Regions from separate parts of the Mus musculus genome. Here region 1 is linked to region 2. The links are chromatin contacts, called in public HiChIP or PLAC-seq maps. All regions are on one chromosome and are shown on one strand. The core of a region is the stretch at or near the end of the contact, and the rest is flanking DNA. Distances in the headings are between cores, read along the strand shown.

Region 1 (5,668 bases), core at 471-2,970, 580 kb before region 2:
ATGTGCCTGCCCACGGGCCCGTTGGTGTGCGCAGGCGCCAACCTACCAGAGGTGGCGCCATACTGCCAGGAGAAACCGATGGGAAAAAGCCCACCGTCCACCAGTATATTCCTGGTTCATAACAGCATAACCACAAAATATAGCCCTAAGGAGTAAATATACTGGTCGGGAAGGTTCTTCACGGTATCTTCATAAGAAATCACAATATCCAAACCAAAATCTGTCAACTCTGCTGAGAAATAAAATGTGTATAAAAAAGGAAACAAGGACGGAAACTGCCTTCAGAGGCTGCATGAGGCATGGGGACAAGGAGAGAAGGACAGAAGACTCTCAATCCTTCATAGTCTTGGGACTTAGGAATAGATTAATTACAAAGCAATGACGGAAAAAAAAAACTTTTGAAAAATGGAAAATAAAATCCCAGAAAATTGGTATGTTTGGAAACACGATTTATCACATACTATATACAATATTTATGTTGTTCGCCATTCACAATGTCTGAGACACAAAATCCCTCTTACACTATACACGCTTGTTGACGCTGACGTGAAGACTTTGCCTGCTCTGACAAGGTCAAGTTCTCCACAGAAACCTCGTCCTAAAACCAGCTTTCTCTTCGAGTCTTCTTCGTCGTGGGCTCTACTACTGGCAATTTTAAGTCTTTACAGTTTTACAAAACCGTCCTTTACTTATTAACGAAGCCACGAGGATGGACCTTTTCCATAACACAAGAAATTTCAACTGATCATAAACTCAAGAAACGGTAGGAGTCTACGATGCTTTCCCTCCCCACCCCCAATTTTCTGACGCTTTTCCTCCCTCTGAGGAAGCGCTGCCTCTCAAGATCCGTTTGATTTCTTAAAACCAAGTTGCAGGATGGGGTTTCACTTGGATGCGGAGGTCTTGGTGCCGTGCCCTCCCCGCAGTCCGACTCTTCACTCTCTGTGGATGAACTTATCGCAACCCAGTTCTTCTATTAGAGGATTGATCACCTCTGATGCAGTCAGGGCTATGGTAAACGTTAAAATGTCAAAATCCACCCTCTGGGGGTTACGCAGGTACTCTATGTCGAAGGCTGCCTCCCTGGCTCGGCAGGCCTCCACGAAGCGCCGCCGGCGCTCCTCCAGCTCCTGGATCCGGCCGGGGGCGATCGGGTAGTTCTCCAGGTAGTGGCGCAGGAACTGCTGGTAATTGATGCCCAAGACGCTGAGGGGGTGGCGGAAGCGCATGTACGGCATCGCCGCCAGGCCGCCCGCCCTGGACCGGGGCCTGCCCTCCGGAGCCTCCTCCTCCAGCGGATCGCCCAGCAGCCGGGCCACCTCTGCCATCCGGGCTTCCCTGGACGCCGCCGCCGCCGCCGGGCCTTCGCGGGCCGCTGCGCCGCCCCGGGGCGCCGCCCCAGGGCCTCCTCGGGCCGCCGCCGCCCTGCCTTCCCGGGCTGCAGCCACCCGGCCTCCCCTGGCAGCCGCCGCCGGGGCTGCGGGGCCTTCCCGGGCCGCCGCCATTGGGCGTCCCCGGGTCTCCCCAGGTCGCGCCGGACCCGGGAGCGCACGCCGCCCGCCGCCTACCTCGGCCTGCGGGAGCCGGCGGTCGCGGCTCGCTGCTCCCGTCTGCGGGGCGCTGCTGACTGCGGGCAGCTGCGACATGTCGGACCGCGGGGTCAGCACCGCTGCTCGCTGAGACCCGGGAAGAACGGGGCCGTGAGGCGCGGGGCGTGCACGCGAGGGCGCGTCCACGAGCGCAATGCGCACGGGTAGGGGGTCGCGTGTCTCGCCGTCTGCGCAGGCGTAGCTCCAACGGCGAAGCCGAGGAGCAGTGCGCACGCGTGTCCTCCGGGCATTTGCTGGCGAGCCTTGAGATTGCTACCTAGCAGTCAGAAGAGCGGTTGCATCCTTTCTGTTGAAGGGGGGGGGTCTCTTTCACATTTCTACCAATCGGTTTAAGTTTCTAAATTTAATTTTAGTTTTAAAATTAGTCTTTAAAGTTTTCTTGCCGGGCGTGGTGGCGCGCGCCTTTAATCCCAGCACTAGGGAGGCAGAGGCAGGCAGATTTCTGAGTTCAAGGCCAGCCTGGACTACAGAGTGAGTTCCAGGACAGCCAGGACTATACAGAGAAACCCTGTCTCGAAAAAACCAAAAAAAAAAAAAAAAAAAACCAAAAAAAAAAACAAAAACAAAAAAAAGTTTTCTTTATTTGTATGTATTTTATTTTATGGGCATGATGGTTTGCTTCCATGTTTATATGTGTACCACATAATACAATGCCAACAGAAGCCAGAAGAGGGCGCTGGATCCTCTGGAACTGGAGTTACGGAAACCCTGCTGGGTGCTGTGATTAAACCTTTACCAGAGTAGCCAGTGCTCTTAACCTTGCAGCCAGGTCTCTGGTCTCTTGGTTGTGTTTTTGAAACAGTTTCACGAAGCTCAGACTGCTAAGGATGGCCTTGAACTCCTGATCTTCCTGCCTCTGCTTCTTGAGTCTAGGATGATAGGCATGTCTCACTATGCCTCGATAGTTAACTAACCTAGTACAGGTTATTATTAACTATACTAACCTATTAACTCTACTATGATTTATCAATTAAAGGCAAAACATAAATAGATAGACTTACAACTGAACCATAAAGGCCAACAAGATGGCTCAGTGGGTAAAGTCACTTTCCCCAAAATCTGATGACTACTTGTGTTCAATCCCAGAAACCCACATGGTGGAAGGAAAAAAATGACACCCAAAAGTTGTTCTCTGAAGTCTTCGTGCGTGCGAACATGTTGAGAAAAGAACGGGACAGTAAGGGAGAGCAGGCGTGTCCTGTGAGTCGGCTGCTCACAGGGCACTCGAGACCTTTGGTGACTGCTCAACATTTTGATGTATACTAGCAGCCACGTCCTTCCCGTCACTTATGTCATTTAGTCAATTATCTGCTTTCCTTTGTGGATTCTTTTAAATATCACTCTTTCCCCAAGTCAGACCCCGAGTTGTGAACACAACTTTTGGAAAGCGAAGCGGCTCTAGCTGTCCAGAGCTTGGCAAACACGGCTCTGGCAGGCCTTGCCCTTCTCTCCTGTTCCCAATGCTTTGCTAAGAAAACTGTAAGATCACATCCTCCTCCTGAAGCTGGCTATCAAGGTCCAGCTATCAAAGCACTGAAGTCCAGCAATCAAAAGCTCCCTTTGCCTATCCAAATCAACCTGTCCAATCAAAATTAAACACCTCATCCTATCACGGGGGTTTCCCTTTGAGCCTTTACTAATTGCCATTTGCAGAATGTGCCGCATCTGTCTCCTCTCTATCCCAGTCCTTTGCCTCATTCTAGAGAAATCCCCCCTCTCTCTTGCTCCCTCCCCCTTGCCTCCTCCTCTATCTCCAGCATTTATCTCTTATTCCCTGCCCTTGTCTCTCTGGGGCAAATAAATCTCTTTTGTAGGAGACCTTGGTCTTGAAGTATCCTGAGCTAATGCTGATCTCTTACAGAAACTGTAGGGCCCCCCCCAACCCCCACCCCATCCCCGCCAGACTGTCTGGTGCTTTCCAGGTGGCATTTAAGTGTCTATGTCTTACTGAGATTGCATAATTCAAGGTCTAACACGGATGCAAACGAAGGGGAATCTGAGGGCATGCTCAGGTAGGATGCATACAATGCCTCTGCTTCTCGCACACTGTAGGAGGAGCTGTCACGAGAGAAGAGCCTGTTGCCATGCTCTTTGGCAGTTGTGCATGTGCCCACTGTTCTCACACGCGCTATTGTCTCGCCAGCAAGAACACACGTGTGAGAAACCGGATCCTTCTGCAGCAACTTTATTACACCAGTTTCAACATGAAGAGGAAGACCCCAAGCATCAAAAAGGCGCTGCTTATATACACCTTAGTGTGGCGTGTCCACACCTGATTGGCTGCTCTCCCAGAGCCGCATCACCACTCCCCGGGATGGGCCGTGACTTGGCACGAAAAACACTCTCACACATGCGCACATTGCTTGTTTACCAATTAAGCCACACAGGCACAGCGGAAACCGCTTCCCACACACTGTGATGTAATTTGATCGGTACATTTAGTCACATTAGTCATTAGTGACTAAACATTAGTAACATCGAGTTACCACAATGAGACCGGAGGTAGCCAATATATAAGGAGGTTTATTTAGCCCAGAATTCCGAAGGTTCAGTCAAAGATTGAGCATCTCACTGCTGTAGGCCATTGCTAAGGGCATATCATTTGGGGAGTGCATGGTGGAGAGAACCCTTTGCATCATGAACCATGAAGCAGAGAGAATGACAAGACCAAGTCCCACGGTTGCTTTTGGGAGCATGTCCCCACAACCTAAGAACCTCATATAAAGTCATTGTCTTAGGGTTTCTACTGCTGTGAAGAGACACTATGGCCACAAGAACTCTGTTTGTTTGTTTGTTTGTTTGTTTGTTTGTTTGAGACAGGGTTTCTCTGTGTGGCCCTGGCTGTCCTGGAACTCACTCTGTAGACCAGGCTGGCCTCATACTCAGAAATCTACCTGCCTCTGCCTCCCAAGTGCTGGGATTAAAGGCATGTGCCACAAGAACTCTTATAAAGAAAAGCAGTTGGGGCTGGCTTACAGTTTCAGAGGCTTAGTCCATTATCATCATGGTGGGAACCATGGAGGTAAGTATGCAGACACGGTGTCGGAGAAGGAGCTGAGAGTTCAACGTCTTGATCTGCAGGCAGGAAACAAAGACTGTGTCACTACAAAACCTGCCTCCAGTGACACATGTCCACCAATAAACCCAAACCTACTCCAAAAAGGCCACACCTCCTAATAATGCTACTTCCTATGGACCAAGCATAAACACATACCAGTCTGTGGGGACCATTCCTACTCACTCAGTTGTGTTTTGTAAAGGCTCACAGCACCCCCCTGGAGCATCCTAAGAACCAAGTCTTTAACATGTAGACTTTGAAGGGTACTCATGCAAACTGTAGAAATAGTATGAAAGGGGCTCAGGTGGCAGTAGCCCAGTGGTGAACAAGTTGTATGACAGTTTTCTCTGAGAGGGAAACATTCCAGTCTTCAGGGAAGCTCCTTAAGCAGGAAGGCAAATATCTCAAAATGGCTTCAGGAAGTCCCTGAAACTGACCAGACTCGCTAGGCCTCTCCTTCCCAAAGTAAACAAGCTGCTGAGAGTCACTCTCAGACAAGCAAAGCTGCAAAGAAGACTCCTAGACCAGACCAGCTGCCTGGAGGAAGCAGAAACCAGCTAAGCTGCCTGGAAGAGGTTTAGACCAATTGAATCACTTGGAAGGACACTCTCCAACCTATTTAGCTGTCTGTCTCCAGGGTGTGCGGTGGGCTCCAGCTTCTCAGCTTTGTAAGCTGTCACTCATGCTGGATCGAGCTTTGGTGATACAGCTTGTCTGTAAGTCATTTCTGCTCCTGTAAGTAACACCAATAGAACTCACTGGTTCACCAAGTTCGACTTTGGTGATATCTGTACTGATCTGTTGTGGGCTCTGAAAGGATCAGTATTGGCTCAGGACGCCCAAGACCAAGTGTGTATCCAGCATCTCTTACCCGCAAAACCGTCACTCCAGCCCTTGCCTATTGAAAGCAGAGGCTCAGAGGCAGTGCGAGTCAGCACCACGGACAGCACTAGAGGGAGCCCGATTGGGAGAGTGTGGCGGCAAGTTCAGTATGTTTTCA
Region 2 (6,230 bases), core at 3,007-5,506:
GTTGCTGTAGGTCTCCAACATTATGTTCCTGTATAACACCTTCTGAGTAGCATCCAGGCAGGCCCACTCCTCCTGAGAGAAGTCAACAGCCACATCCCTAAATGTCACTGACCCCTGAAAGAGCAAACACAAGGAGAGTGAAACTGGGGAAGCTTTCAAGATGGAAACCAGAAGGGAAAGGACTCAAGCGTGGGAAGGGAGCCATAAGGAAATGCTCAAGGCACCTGACTGCACGAGCCCCCCATAAACGACGACTGTGCCCACCTACATAGCCAATACCTGTGCCTCTCCACTCCACCCACATCCCTCAGGTTATACCCACGGAAGGAAAATGTCACCTGGGGTCAGGGTAAATTACATAAGGAATGCTGTGAGTCCTTGAGTTTATTATGATATCAGGTGATATTAAGAGAATGATTTTTGTAAATTATGTAAAAGTCCATAAGCATACCATATAGGAGTCCATATTATATGCATATTAGGTTTAATCTTTTCTACCTACTTTTTAAAAAATACTTTCTAGGTGGCAAGTGTGTCTCAGGTCTTCCCTGACTCTGGAGACTGCAATCACCTCCCTATCACAGACTGGATGACTTTTCCCTCTGATTACTGAACTCTCTCCCTCCTAAAGCCTCCTAGAGCAGGTCACCTCATCACACACCCACAGGGGACATTCATCCACACATACTGGGTCATCAGCCTGACAACACCTCAGATGTTAGTCAGATTTCCCAGGGCAGTCACATGAGACCATCCCCTCAAAGCTCTGAAGCCCTCAAGACCCCTGTTTCCCTGTGGGACTGACACCTCCACTGCAGGGACAGTCCTCCCTGAGCACAGACCAAGCAGAGAGCACACGTGGAGGAATGCATTCAAAGTCAACCGCAGTGCCAGCTGGGAAGAGGCACAGACAGGAAGTGCTCAGACCTGCCAGCCCTCACTGGAAAGGGGCAGACTGGGCTGGGGGAATCCGGATCCTTGGGAAGCTTCAAGAGGGAAAGAGGGCAGGAGTCACATAACCTGAAGGTCGCCCTATGTCAAAGAGAAAAATGCCAACTTACACAGACCATGTGTTGAGAACTGGAGCTGGCCATTCTTCTTCAGGCTTCCTCCCCTGGGGGACAAAAAGAAAGCCATTCACTGCATTGTGACTTGATGTTCCCAAACTGGCTTCTGTCACTATGATGTCATCGACTACATTTATTTCTCAAGCCTCCCCACTCACTCTCTCCCCTCCCACCACTCACAGCCTCCCACACACAAATTGAAAGCACACAGGAGTCTACACAAAGCCGATCCCCCCCAACCCAGACAACCCACTGCCAAGGGGGCAGTGTGGGAGTGCAGGGCACAAACATGTCTGCCTAGAACTTCCTCCAGAAGAGGCCAGCAGAAGGGACCCATCTTCCACCCTGAGCTCCAGCTCGCCCTGCACCTGGGCCGCTCCTCCTACTGTGCGCAGATCTCAGATCTTCACACTGGAACCCCACCTATCAAGGCTCACAGGGGCTCACGGCATCCAGGTGGCCCCTCCTGTGTAAACTCAGGGCTGAAGCACAGCGAGGCTGGAGGGGCTGCAGCTGCAGTGCTCAGGCAGTGTCCAGCATTCTGTGTTCACTGTTAGTGAATGGGACTGTGCACCATGGACCACTCTCCTGAGAACCTTCCCTCATCTATGATAACGCTTATGTCGTCTCAATGAAGCCATGATCCTTTATGGAGATAATTAGCTGTAATTAGATGTGGTAGCAGGGGTGTATAATTCCAGAGGCAGAGACAAGAAACTTGTTCAAAGACCCAGTCCAAATATGATCTAAGTGAGTTCTAGGGCAGCCTCTATCTGTGGTGCTGGCAAACTGAGTATTAACATTCGTGAGAATGACATCCTAATGTCTTCTGTCACGCCACATCCAAAAGTCAACTCAAAACAGAAAAAAAAATTAAAATTTGAAATTAACACTCATAGCAAAAAATATACAGGGAAGCCTCCAGGACCGTGGACATATTGGGCATTACTCAAACTTCCTGGTTAAGGATCGGGCAAGCCGGAAATAGACATTTCCCCAAAGGGAACATCAGTATGGCCAGTCAGAGATGCAAGAAACTAATCATCAGAGAGAGAGAGAGAGAGAGAGATAAAGTTGCCATCAGAGGCCTCCTCACGCCTGTCAAGAGTGTCCATTATTGGGGAGGGGGGGGGGCTGCAGAAATGGCCCAGTGGTTTTAGATCACTTTATGCTCTTGCAGAAGACCTGTGTTCGATTCCCAAGATTCACATCCTGTCTCACCAAAGTCCCTACCTCCAGCTTCAGGGGAGTTGGCGCCCTCTTCAGGCCTCTCAAGGCACATGCATGGTGCGCACAGGTCTGGTGGGCACAACCCTCAAGAACAAAAGATAGAAATACATCTTGTTAAAATTAGTATCTAGTATCAGAAAGAAAATATAACGTGGAGCACATGGAGGAAAACTCACACTACTGGAAGGAATGTAAATTCATACAGTCACTGTAAACAGTGAACTCCCACCTGATCCATCCATCCATCCCACTATGGAGTGGAAACCAAAAAAAGGAAATAACATCAGCATCAGCAAGAGACATTTACACTCCCACCGCTCTTCCAGCATCATTTCCATAGCAGTGATACGCGACCTCACCAGCAGACGAATGGACCAAGCACATGGAGGATGGGGCTCACGCACAGTGAATCATTTACTACAAAATGGATGCACACATGCAATACGCTAAAGAGGAAGGCAAGCACGGGGGATGGTGATGGCTCAGGGGTTGAGAGCCACTATGGCTTTTCCAGAGGACCGAGTTCAGTCTCCTGACAGCTACAGTGCCTGGAACTCAAGCTGCAGGGAAGCCTATAGCTCTGGTTTCCAGAGGCACCTGTGGTCATGGACACATAACCCAACATACATAACTTTGAAGACAAATACTTCATCTTTAAACAAAAGACAGACCCCCATGGTCTCAGTCATGTAGAATCTGAAGCTGTTTTCTCCTAGGAACAGTAAGATGCCGGTTACTGGGGTTTGAGTGGCGGAGGCTGGATGTGCAGCATCGGGGTCGAGAGTGGGAGGTAGATCTATACCATAAGCGAGAGAGTTGGGAGATGTGTCATGAAACATGGTGACTGGGATTAATAGTTTGTAAAGTCTTAGAGAGTAGATGGCAAGTGTACTCGTGACAAAAATATAAGTTAGATGAAGTCCTTCAGTGCTATCACTTTCCCACTCCCGAAATCCTCACAAGCGAACAGACCATCTATCGACTGCATTCTTTTCCTGTCTTGTGATGCCATGGAAATAGAAATCAGATGTAGAACAGCAGCGTTTGAAAGCCCTAATGCTAACCTCTGTAGGTCCCTATGGAAAACAGCTTGGGAAAAAGATGGGATTGTCGACAGAAGACATCAAGGGTCACTGAAATGATAATGTGAATACTAGCTGGAACGGGAGGGGACACTAAGGACAATAGTGCAGTTGTAAATTTGCATGCTCCTGCTTCATTTCCTAACAATTCTATATTCTAAAACTAAAACCTCAGTTCTCAAACCGAAAAGAGCACTCACTCTTGAATCTTAGATGGGTAGCGATAATATTTTCATTATTCTCCAGCCTCCCTCTTGAATAATGGCCTAAGCAGGGAACCCGAGTATACATGAGATCGCAGACTACATTTGAGAGCATCCTCAGTGAGAACTTTCCTTCTCTTCCCTCGATATTCAGATTCGGCAGAGCTCTGAGACAGTCACGGAGCTCAACAAGTACCCTCCCTCCTAGACGACACCCCCGTCCTTAAATTATAGCCCTAAGCTCAAGTCTGAGCCTCGGGGAAAGCTTCCCTTCAGACCCCGCACCTGACCTCCCCTTACTGAAGCTTGGTCCTCTGCTTTAGTCCCTGTGTCCCTGAGAGAAAGCAGGAGCAGACAGCGACAAGCAAAGAGACACAGATTATGCAGAGAGCTCAAGGTGTGTATACAGTTAGACACTGACAGACACACACGCACATACACACACGTACACACACCACAGTTCCTACACGCCCACACATCAACACCCATTCGCCACACCCACACCCGCCTGCGGTCTCCCGCCTTACTCTGTGGAGGCCAACCAGTGACTTCTGATTCCCACCTGACCATCCGGGGTAGCTCCGCCTGCACACCAGAAGTTATCTACTTCCGACCCTATGCTGCCTGGGAAATGTAGTCCCCTTGTCCCAAACTACAAGAAATATAATGCTTCATAGTTCTGGGATATCCCAGCATGCAACCTGGGCCAGCCCATCTGGCAGCTGCGCCCTGTGCTTTGTGGGAGTTCCCAGGGATGGTGCCCTTCTCTCTCTCTCTCTCTCTCTCTCTCTCTCTCTCTCTCTCTCTCTCTCTCTCTCTCTCTCTCTCTCTCTCTCTCTCTCTCTCTCTGTGTGTGTGTGTACTTCCGGGTTCTGTGAGTAACTGGGTTTCACCCCTGTGGAGAAGACAGGTGAGCCTAAGTTTTAAACGCAGGCTAGGAAGTAAAATTGGATCGAGATGTAATTGAATACGCTTTGCCTGAGACCCACTGCAGGGTTCCACCTCGCTGTGCTCTGGTGGGACTTTGTCAGTGTTCTGGGTTTTTCTGAACGATCAAAGAAAGAGGGACACTGCAGAATGAATTTAGGCTTCCCAGAAGCAGAGGGATCCATTCTGGTGAGCTGAACTAAACGGCTAACAGCTTCGCAGGAGGGCTTTTGTGATTGTTACACAAAGGACCTTTTAGCAAGTCAATTCCCGCATACCCAAATCTCATATCAGATCTCAACGAACCATAAGGTAAGTAAACAGAATCATAAAAATTCCAAGTTAAAAAAAAAAGAAGAAGAATTCCAGGTTTGCCGGGAAGACAGCTTATGGGAGTCTGAACTTTTCTTCACAGCAACCAGAAGCCACAGTATACACCAGCTTCAAACACCTTGTTCCCAGCCCCCATTTGCCTAAGATGGCATATCAAATCTTCAGTATGCGCCTGTCCTGCTGAGGAAGTTGTTGAACATGTCCCGTTACACAGCGGCATTGTGGCTGTCCCTTAGTCTGCTCAGGACACCCGATGAAGAACCCTCTTTAGCGCTCAGATTTCACATCCTCGGTTGGACCAATAGGCCATCTACAGAGCCAGATCTATGGGGAAACCGTGCATCTGAAACCCACTATACAGACAGTGCTGTGGCCACAAAGGCACCGGCTGCTGCAGTCGGGAGCTCACGGAAGTCTCCATCCCACTAAGCCCACGGGAGCACCTGAGTTTGAGATGAACTGTGGTCAGAATGGTTTTGTGCCCCGTGGAAAGGTTATCCTTGGGGTTTTCAAATGGTCATTTCTCTGCCCTCACCTCTTGTTTCTATCTGAAAATGACATTGTAATACTTAGATTTTTTAAAAAAAACTCTCGTGTTTCAAGTTCTATAAACAAAATCTTACCATTTGTTCTCTGCCCTGACAATAAATGCAGATTGCCCAAAGGCTGGGCAGAGAGAAAACAGGGCAGCACGTCTCCCAGCCAGGGGGAGGAATGAGAGAGGGAGTTTCAGATCACCAGGAGGAGGAGAGGGTCTGAAAAGATGCCATGAGAAAAAAACATCTGAATCCCAAAGAACCAGATCTGTGATAATATGCAAGCAACGTGGGATGGAGCAGGTAGCCAGATTAGGATTAATAGATCAATAATTGCCCAGATTAGGATTAATAGATCAATAATTGCCCAGATTAGAATTAATAGATCAATAATTGCCCAGATTAGGATTAATAGATCAATAATTGCCCAGATTAGGATTAATAGATCAATAATTGCCCAGATTAGGATTAATAGATCAATAATTGCCCAGATTAGGATTAATAGATCAATAATTGCCCAGATTAGGATTAATAGATCAATAATTGCCCAGATTAGGATGTAATAGATCAATAATTGCCCAGATTAGGATTAATAGATCAATAATTGCCCAGTATCTGGGTGCAGCTTTGTTTCTCTGTGTGGTTACTGGGGACTAACAAAAGTTAAAAGAAATGCAACCACCAGATTACTTCACACTGTGATATAAATACATTTATATTTTAAAAATAGTTCATTTTATAATAATCGAGGACATGAGGCCCGACAGACCAGAGTGGAGTCCCTCATTCCATGTGACAAAGCCACCTTATATCTCCCCTCCAGGAGTTTGTTTTCCTAGACTTCTTCCCTGA

What was found. HiChIP or PLAC-seq counts read pairs in DNA pulled down with a chosen protein or histone mark.
Region 1: a FOXA1 HiChIP or PLAC-seq map of pancreatic cancer cells shows a contact between it and region 2. The contact joins the promoter of Eid2 here to the promoter of Zfp607b in region 2. A contact is called at or near these places in 1 of 39 promoter capture datasets (liver) and 3 of 115 datasets of contacts at active chromatin or transcription factors (embryonic stem cells and pancreatic cancer cells).

What each region holds. Positions count from the first base shown.
Region 1 is chr7:28,263,933-28,269,600 of GRCm38.p6, reverse strand. It overlaps Eid2 (EP300 interacting inhibitor of differentiation 2), which reads right to left and starts at 1,720. Exons shown (of 1, transcript NM_198425.2): 1 at 433-1,720. The coding sequence starts at 1,646. The coding sequence ends at 936.
Region 2 is chr7:27,687,366-27,693,595 of GRCm38.p6, reverse strand. Zfp607b (zinc finger protein 607B) reads right to left here and starts at 4,256. Exons shown (of 6, transcript NM_001112731.1): 1 at 4,110-4,256; 2 at 2,301-2,381; 3 at 1,062-1,114; 4 at 1-114. The coding sequence starts at 1,094.